Regions from separate parts of the Macaca mulatta genome. Here region 1 is linked to region 2. Evidence: chromatin contacts called from public Hi-C data. All regions are on one chromosome and are shown on one strand. Each heading gives the region's core, a stretch centred on a gene start, on an enhancer-like site or on the middle of the called end of the contact. The rest is flanking DNA. Distances are from core to core; before and after follow the strand shown.

Region 1 (3,482 bases), core at 545-3,044, 350 kb before region 2:
CTCTGCAGACCCTCTCCTTGAACTATGGGCAACTTTCAGAACAGCTAGAAGATACTTAACGGGACTTGGACACCTTCAACTTAAGCCTGTGCAGCACCTTCTCAGTGAGATTCAGGAGCAGTGTTTCGATGGGAAGGAGGAGGAATAGGCATGGATATTAGGGGAGCAACTTGGGACTCTGTGCCCAAGCTTGAAACTGGCTGCTCCGCTCCACTTCTGCAGAGTTCTTACAACGAGCTTGCTTCCCCTCTTCACAAATGAAGACCCTGGGACACGGATGGGTTGGGCAGCACGATCAAGACCTTACAGATGAAAGTAAGGGATGGATCCAGGATTTGAAGCTGGGGTAGACCTCTTTCCACTATTAGGCATTTGACACAGCAGATGCTTAATAAATGTTATTTGGTCTTTCATCGCCTCCTCTTTATCAGAAGGCTAGAGTTACTTAAGAACTACTCACCAATGGCTTTGTGATTTAGGTGTGCCAACCTCTTCCTGATAAGAGACATGCCCAGAACTGCCATTGCTCATACCCCTGCAGCCGGAGCCGTGCAGGGCCAACATGCACAATACAGCCTCGACTGGAGGGAGGAAGTTCAGCCGAAGCCGATCCCAAGGTGCTTATTTCGTGCAGTGCACGCTTCCTTCCCTTCCTCATGGGTTTCTTTCTAAAATCACAAGTAGTAGGCAGGCCACCCCTGAGCCACCCTCCAGCCTAGAAGAGCAGGTTGAGGGGCTGCAGTCTTCAGAAATCTGCAGGTTTTAGATGCTCAAAGACTAGGTCCTAGGCAAGAGTAAAGCTCATAGTGGAGTTATGAAGAGGGCAAGCAAGTCTCACGGAAGATCCTTGCTTTTCTGTGGCTTCAACCCGGGTAGTGAAATTGCAAAACACTGAGAAGCTGGGTAAAGCCTGAGAAAGAAAGGTGTCAAAGTGGGGTCCAGGGGAGCGGAGGGGAGTGGGGTTATTCAGAGGAAAGGAAAGGCCATTAGAAACTACTTGGGAGGCGGGCTGGGCGCGGTGGCTCACGCCTATCATCCCAGCACTTTGGGAGGCTAAGGCAGGCAGGATCACCTGAGCTCAGGAGTTCGAGACCAGCCTGGGCAACATGGCAAAACCTCATCTCTACAAAAAAATACAAAAATTAGCTGGGCATGGTGGCACACAAATGTAGTCCCAGCTGCTCAGGAGGCTGAGGCAGGAGAATCACTTGAGCCCAGGAGGCAGAGGTTCCAGTGAGCTGAGATCGTGCCACTGTACTCCAGCCTGGGCGATAGAGCAAGACCCTGTCTCTAAATAAATAAATAAATAAAAAGTACTTGGAAGGGGCTGACTGTGAAGTGTTAACAATCCTTTAATGCACTCATTTTTCTACTCATCACCAGAATCATCTGTGCCACAGCGGTGCTTCTCCAAGCTGTCAGGTGGGCAACAGAGTCGCTTTCTCTGTCTTGCAGGGAATTTCAGCTCAGGGTGCAGGTCCCTTCTGGTGGGGGCTACTGAGCAGGAGGCTGTCAGGCTGCAGAGAGCTGTGGCCTGTGTAGGCTGCTTGCACTCTCCCATGCTGTCAGCTCTGCTCAGAACATGGGCTCAGTCTTGACAGGGCAGAGGTGGAGGCAGACCAGCCTCACTGATTAAACATTCACCTTCTGGAAACTATACCAGGGTTTGGATAGACTGAGCTTTGCAAAGAATGTTTTATGAACATCACCGTTTCGTATTCTTCCTGACAGAGGCAGCTGAGCCACAGCGGCACTCCCATTTCCTGTAACTGCGCACAGCCTCCAGCAGGCCGGGCCTGGGAATGAGCCCAGGACTGAGCTGCCGCTTCAGAGAGTTCGGCTGGCGAGCCAGCGCTCTTGCTGGACCAAGGCATCTCGTTTTCAAGCTTCCCCTCTGGAGCCCTCACTCATCCTAATGCTTTCTGTCCACACAATACCCCCCGGCTCTCAGGAATAAGGAAATTGCAAATTAGATTTGCTTGTCTCTGTTGACCTGAAGAAAGTCTTTTCCACTGAAGACTAATTGGCATATTCTGTTTTAGGGATCAGCCCAAGTACTTCTGACTGACTCTCACAGACTCACAGAAAAATATGTTTGAGGGTGGAGCTAGAGGCGATGGTCAAGGTCACACAGTAGGAGCCTGAGGGCAGACGAGGGCTCCTCTCCTCCCAACTCTGTCTCTTTCACCTTCCCTCTGGGAAGAGGTGGGCTCCCCTCATCCCTGTGTTTATTTCACCCTCCCTCTCTGGGAAGAGGTGGGCTCTCCTCATCCCTGTGTTTATTTCACCCTCCCTCTCTGGGAAGAGGTGGGCTCTCCTCATCCCTGTGTTTATTTCACCCTCCCTCTCTGGGGAGAGGTGGGCTCTCTTCCACTTTCTGTCTTTTTCCCCCTCTCTTGTCCATTCTTCTACTCTGCACTACCCCATCAGCTACTGGCCCTTTTCCTCTCCCCTGATCACCTCTCTGCCACCTAAGCCTGCAAAGAGCTCCTGCACACCCGTGAGAACCTTCTCGGAGAAGGTGGTTGTCAGCAGCGGTTGGTTAAGCTCCTGAGAGCTTGTGTTCCCTGTTGGGGTTGATGCAGAGTTGGGTGCACTTTGGAGACTTCTATTTGCAAACATCCTTTGCTAACTTAAAACACAGATAACAGCCCTAGAGGTGGCTTTACTGGGAACCTAATGATGCTTCAGGCTCCTTTACTTACACAGCCTCTTTCCAAGGCCTCGTTCTCTGCATACTTAAGAAAAAGCATATCTCATGGAGATTTGCTTTTTCTTAAAGGGGGTCTCCCATGGCATGGTTCAGACTGCTCCAATCCTGGCCCACTCCAGCCATACCTATTGGCACTTTGCCATGCTCTACCTACGACTCGTTAAGAACTGGAGTAAACACTGTGTGGGCCTCACTGGCCAGGACCTTGTTGGAAATGCTCTTGAGTTTGTCAAAGGCTTAAGGACTTGAAGAAGGTGTGAAATAATATTTGTGAAAGAAAAAGTTTAGCCTAAGCCGTTTAATTTTTTTGTGTTTTGTTTTTGTGAGATGGAGCCTCACTCTGTCACCCAGGCTGGAGTGCAGTGGCACGATCTTGGCTCACTGCAGCCTCTGCCTCCCAGGTTCAAGCAATTCTCCTACCTCAGCCTTCCGAGAAGCTGGGATTACAGGCATGCACCACCATGCCTGGCTAATTTTTGTATTTTTTTTTTTTTTTTTAGTGGAGATGGGGTTTTACCACGTTGGCCAGGCTGGTCTTGAACTCCTGACCTCAAGTGATCCGCAGACCTCCCGAAGTGCTGAGATGACAGGTGTGAGCCACCGTGCCCAGCCTGTAAGCCATTTAATTTAAAAAATCTATATGGAAGTCACTCAGAAATGTTTTCCAAATGACTCTTTGGAACCCTGACTTACCCGATGATAAGCACCTCTTCTACGCAGATTTGTTTAAACATCTTAAAAGATGACTGTCTTTTTAAGTCTAGCTATG
Region 2 (3,078 bases), core at 540-3,039:
AAAAGCCCTTTCAGATACTGACATTGTGTTTCCAGGAAATCCAAAGGTCACATACATTCTGTGTGATCTCATCCACACAAAAATTTGAACAGAGCAGTAGTTTTTTATCCTCAGAACCCCCACGGAGCTTTTACATTCTGTCCTGCCACCTGCGGGCCTTCAGAGCAGTAATCCATGGCAGACCTCGGTAATCCATCATTTTTAAAAAATCCCCATAGGCAATGCAGCAAAATAGCTACTGGAATCACAGGTGGTAATAGTTAGAGGTAACATGTATTGAATATTTATGTGTGCCAGGCACTGTGCTAACTTCTTTATAGATGTCGCTTCATTTAATTCTCATAGCAATCCTGAGTTAGGTACTATCAATTTTTTTTTTTTTTTGGAGGCTGGGGATGGAGGGCAGAGTTTCGCTCTTGTCACCCAGGCTGGAGTGCAATGGCTCGATCTCGACTCACTGCAAACTCTCCCTCCCAGGTTCAAGCGATTCTCCTGCCTCAGCCTTCCAAGTAGCTGGGATTACAGGCCCACACCATTAGGCCCCGCTAATTTTTGTACTTTTAGTAGAAACGGGGGTTTCACCATGTTGACCAGGCTGATCTCGAACTTCTGACCTCAGGTGATCCACCTGCCTCAGCCTCTCAAAGTGCTAGGATTACAGGCGTGAACCACTGCGCCTGGCCTACTATCAGTTTTTAAATTTTACAGGTGAGGAAACTGAGGTCTAGAGGGGCTAAGTTACCCCAAGTTCACACACCTGAGAAGCGGTTTAAGGACCCGAGCCCAGGTTTGAGTTATTAACTGCACTTCACTGATGCAAAAACAGATGCATTCATTTACTCATCCATCCAACATGCATTTGTTGTTGGTAACCAGGTAATACCTGAAAGCTGGGGGATATAAACTGAACATAGAGTCCCATCTCCATCCTCAGGAAGCTCATGCCCTCCAGTGCTGGGGGGCAGGACAAATGGCAGAGACCGCCTTATTTTACAAGATGTCATTGTTCTCTGAGAGGCTGAAAAGATTTTCTATCACCACTAGCCTCCTCCTGTCCATGGCCATTTACAGAATGGGCAAACCAGCCTCCCAGCAGAAGACCAAAGCTGCTAGCTGTCAACGTTCCCGGCAGCTCTGCAAGCCCTTCGAGCGGGCCTCGCTCTCCTCTCGGGGGTGGTACCTTCATTCGGTCATCCTGTAAGTGTTCCACTTCCCGAGGGAGGCCAAGCACTCACACCGTGGCGAGGGGACCCGTCACCGCAGAGCCCGGTGGCTGGCTCTCCTCCAGAAAGAAAGCCTGTCACTTACACCTTTCCTCACCACTGTTAGGAAGTTACCTAGAAAAGTTCAGACAGAAGACCAAGGCCTGCGTTTTAGAATCGTGGAGTGTTAGCGCTGGCCAAATCGTTGGACACAGTGTAAGCTTGATCAGAAAATGAGCTCCAAGGTCTCACAGCAGGCGAGGCCTGGAATCCTGGGGCGATCTGCGACCCTCACTGCTGAGCGTTCTTTCAAACAGCCAAAGTAATCACTTAAGTCCAGCAATGATCTCCTTGGAGAAATCAAGTGATCCTCCCTACGAGTCGGCCTTGGAGGGCATCGCCCTCGGCGCTGGGCACAGCACGTCTTCCCCGCCCGGGCGCGGGAGGAGGGTTTGGGGACAGCGGCCGCACTCCGGACCCTTCTTCAGATTGCACAGGAGGAGTGCACAGGAGGAGGCGGCAGCGGAACCTTTCTCCTCCGCCTCGCTCTCGCTTCCACCCGTGCCCAGTTGGGGACGGACGCACTAGAGGCGACCTAAGCATGGAGACAGCGGGCGCTGGAACTGGGCAGCCGGCCTCTGGGCTGGAGGCTCCGGGGTCCACGGATGACCGGCTTTTCCTGGTTAAAGGTAAGGTGTGCTGTGGTGAGGTGCGCGCATCGGGGCGAGCTAACCCCGGCCCCTGGCTTGCGCTGGAGCGGGTATTCACACACACATCCCGCTCTGAGAGCCCTTAGCTTGGGCTTGCTCCTGAGTTTAGCCCGCGGAGTCTCGCGGCCCCAGGGCAGGTAGGTAGCTTGCTGGGTGGAGTCTCCCCTTGGGCGGGGCGGGGCGGGGGGCAGATCCCGCCAACTATTCTCCTGGGCCTGCCATATTTCCCCATCACCTCTGCAGCTGTTCTCGAGCCTTGCCTTTTCTGATTGCCATCGTCTCTATCTCCCCGTGAGAAACTTCACGCCGTGGTCCCAGGGGAGAGGGGGAAGGGAAGCTATTCTCTGCGTTCGGGAATAATAACTCGGAATGACTCAAGGAACCAGAGGTCGTGAGGTCACGCAAGTTTCTCAGTCACTGGCATTTACTGTTAGCAAGAGCTGCTTAGCCATGGTTTCTTGAATTTCAAAAGTGATTTTGATTGTAACTCGAATAGTATCTTAAACTTACTTTTGTACGTCTTTTTAACCTCTTTTTATTTAATTTTTGAAATATCCCCCCTCCTCCCTGAAACTCTTGGCAGGTGGAATTTTTCTTGGTACTGTTGCTGCAGCGGGAATGCTAGCTGGATTTATTACAACATTATCATTGGCTAAAAAGAAAAGCCCTGAATGGTTCAATAAGGTTGGTGACACTGAAATCCATTCATAGCATCGTTATTGTTATTGTTTACAATATACAGCAGCTTTTGCATAGAAAAAGTAAAGAAAATATTGATGGCTTTCCACATTGCTTTAAGATGTGAATTTGTATACCCTTATGGATTCTAGAAATGTACAAATTAACCAACGGTCTTTATTTTCATTTAGAAAGATGTGCTTATGTGCTCTCTTAAATTTTAGCAGAACAAGACTTTGAAAGCTTGTCTGGTACATTTCCTATTCACAACATGACTTTAAATCTAAATTTGGGCCAGGTGTTGCGGCTCACACCAGTAATCCCAGCACTTTGGGAAGCCCAGAGGGGTGGATCACCTGAGGTCAGGAGTTTGAGACCAGCCTGGCCAAGGTGGCGAAAACCCATCTCTACTAAAAATACAGAAATTAGCTGGGTAGCCTGCCGTGGTGGTGCACTCCTGTACTCCCAGCTACTCGGGAGGCTGAGGC

The links. Hi-C and Micro-C count contacts between places; a contact is called where the count stands out from the background.
Region 1: a Hi-C map of fetal cortex germinal zone shows a contact between it and region 2, with 5 times the contacts expected there. The contact joins the enhancer-like site here to the promoter of TMEM242 in region 2. A contact is called at or near these places in 7 of 14 Hi-C or Micro-C datasets (blood, cortical neurons, fetal cortex germinal zone and 4 more).

What each region holds. Positions count from the first base shown.
Region 1 is chr4:76,534,358-76,537,839 of T2T-MMU8v2.0, reverse strand. The region is part of intron 8 of ZDHHC14 (zinc finger DHHC-type palmitoyltransferase 14); the gene reads right to left. Among named protein-coding and RNA genes, the nearest start is that of SNX9, 150 kb to the left of the region's middle. Within about 2 kb of position 1,794, at least 5 of the 40 cell types and tissues checked have an H3K27ac peak or open chromatin away from gene starts, as enhancers often do.
Region 2 is chr4:76,187,003-76,190,080 of T2T-MMU8v2.0, reverse strand. TMEM242 (transmembrane protein 242) reads left to right here and starts at 1,789. Exons shown (of 4, transcript XM_015137063.3): 1 at 1,789-1,891; 2 at 2,496-2,596. The coding sequence starts at 1,804.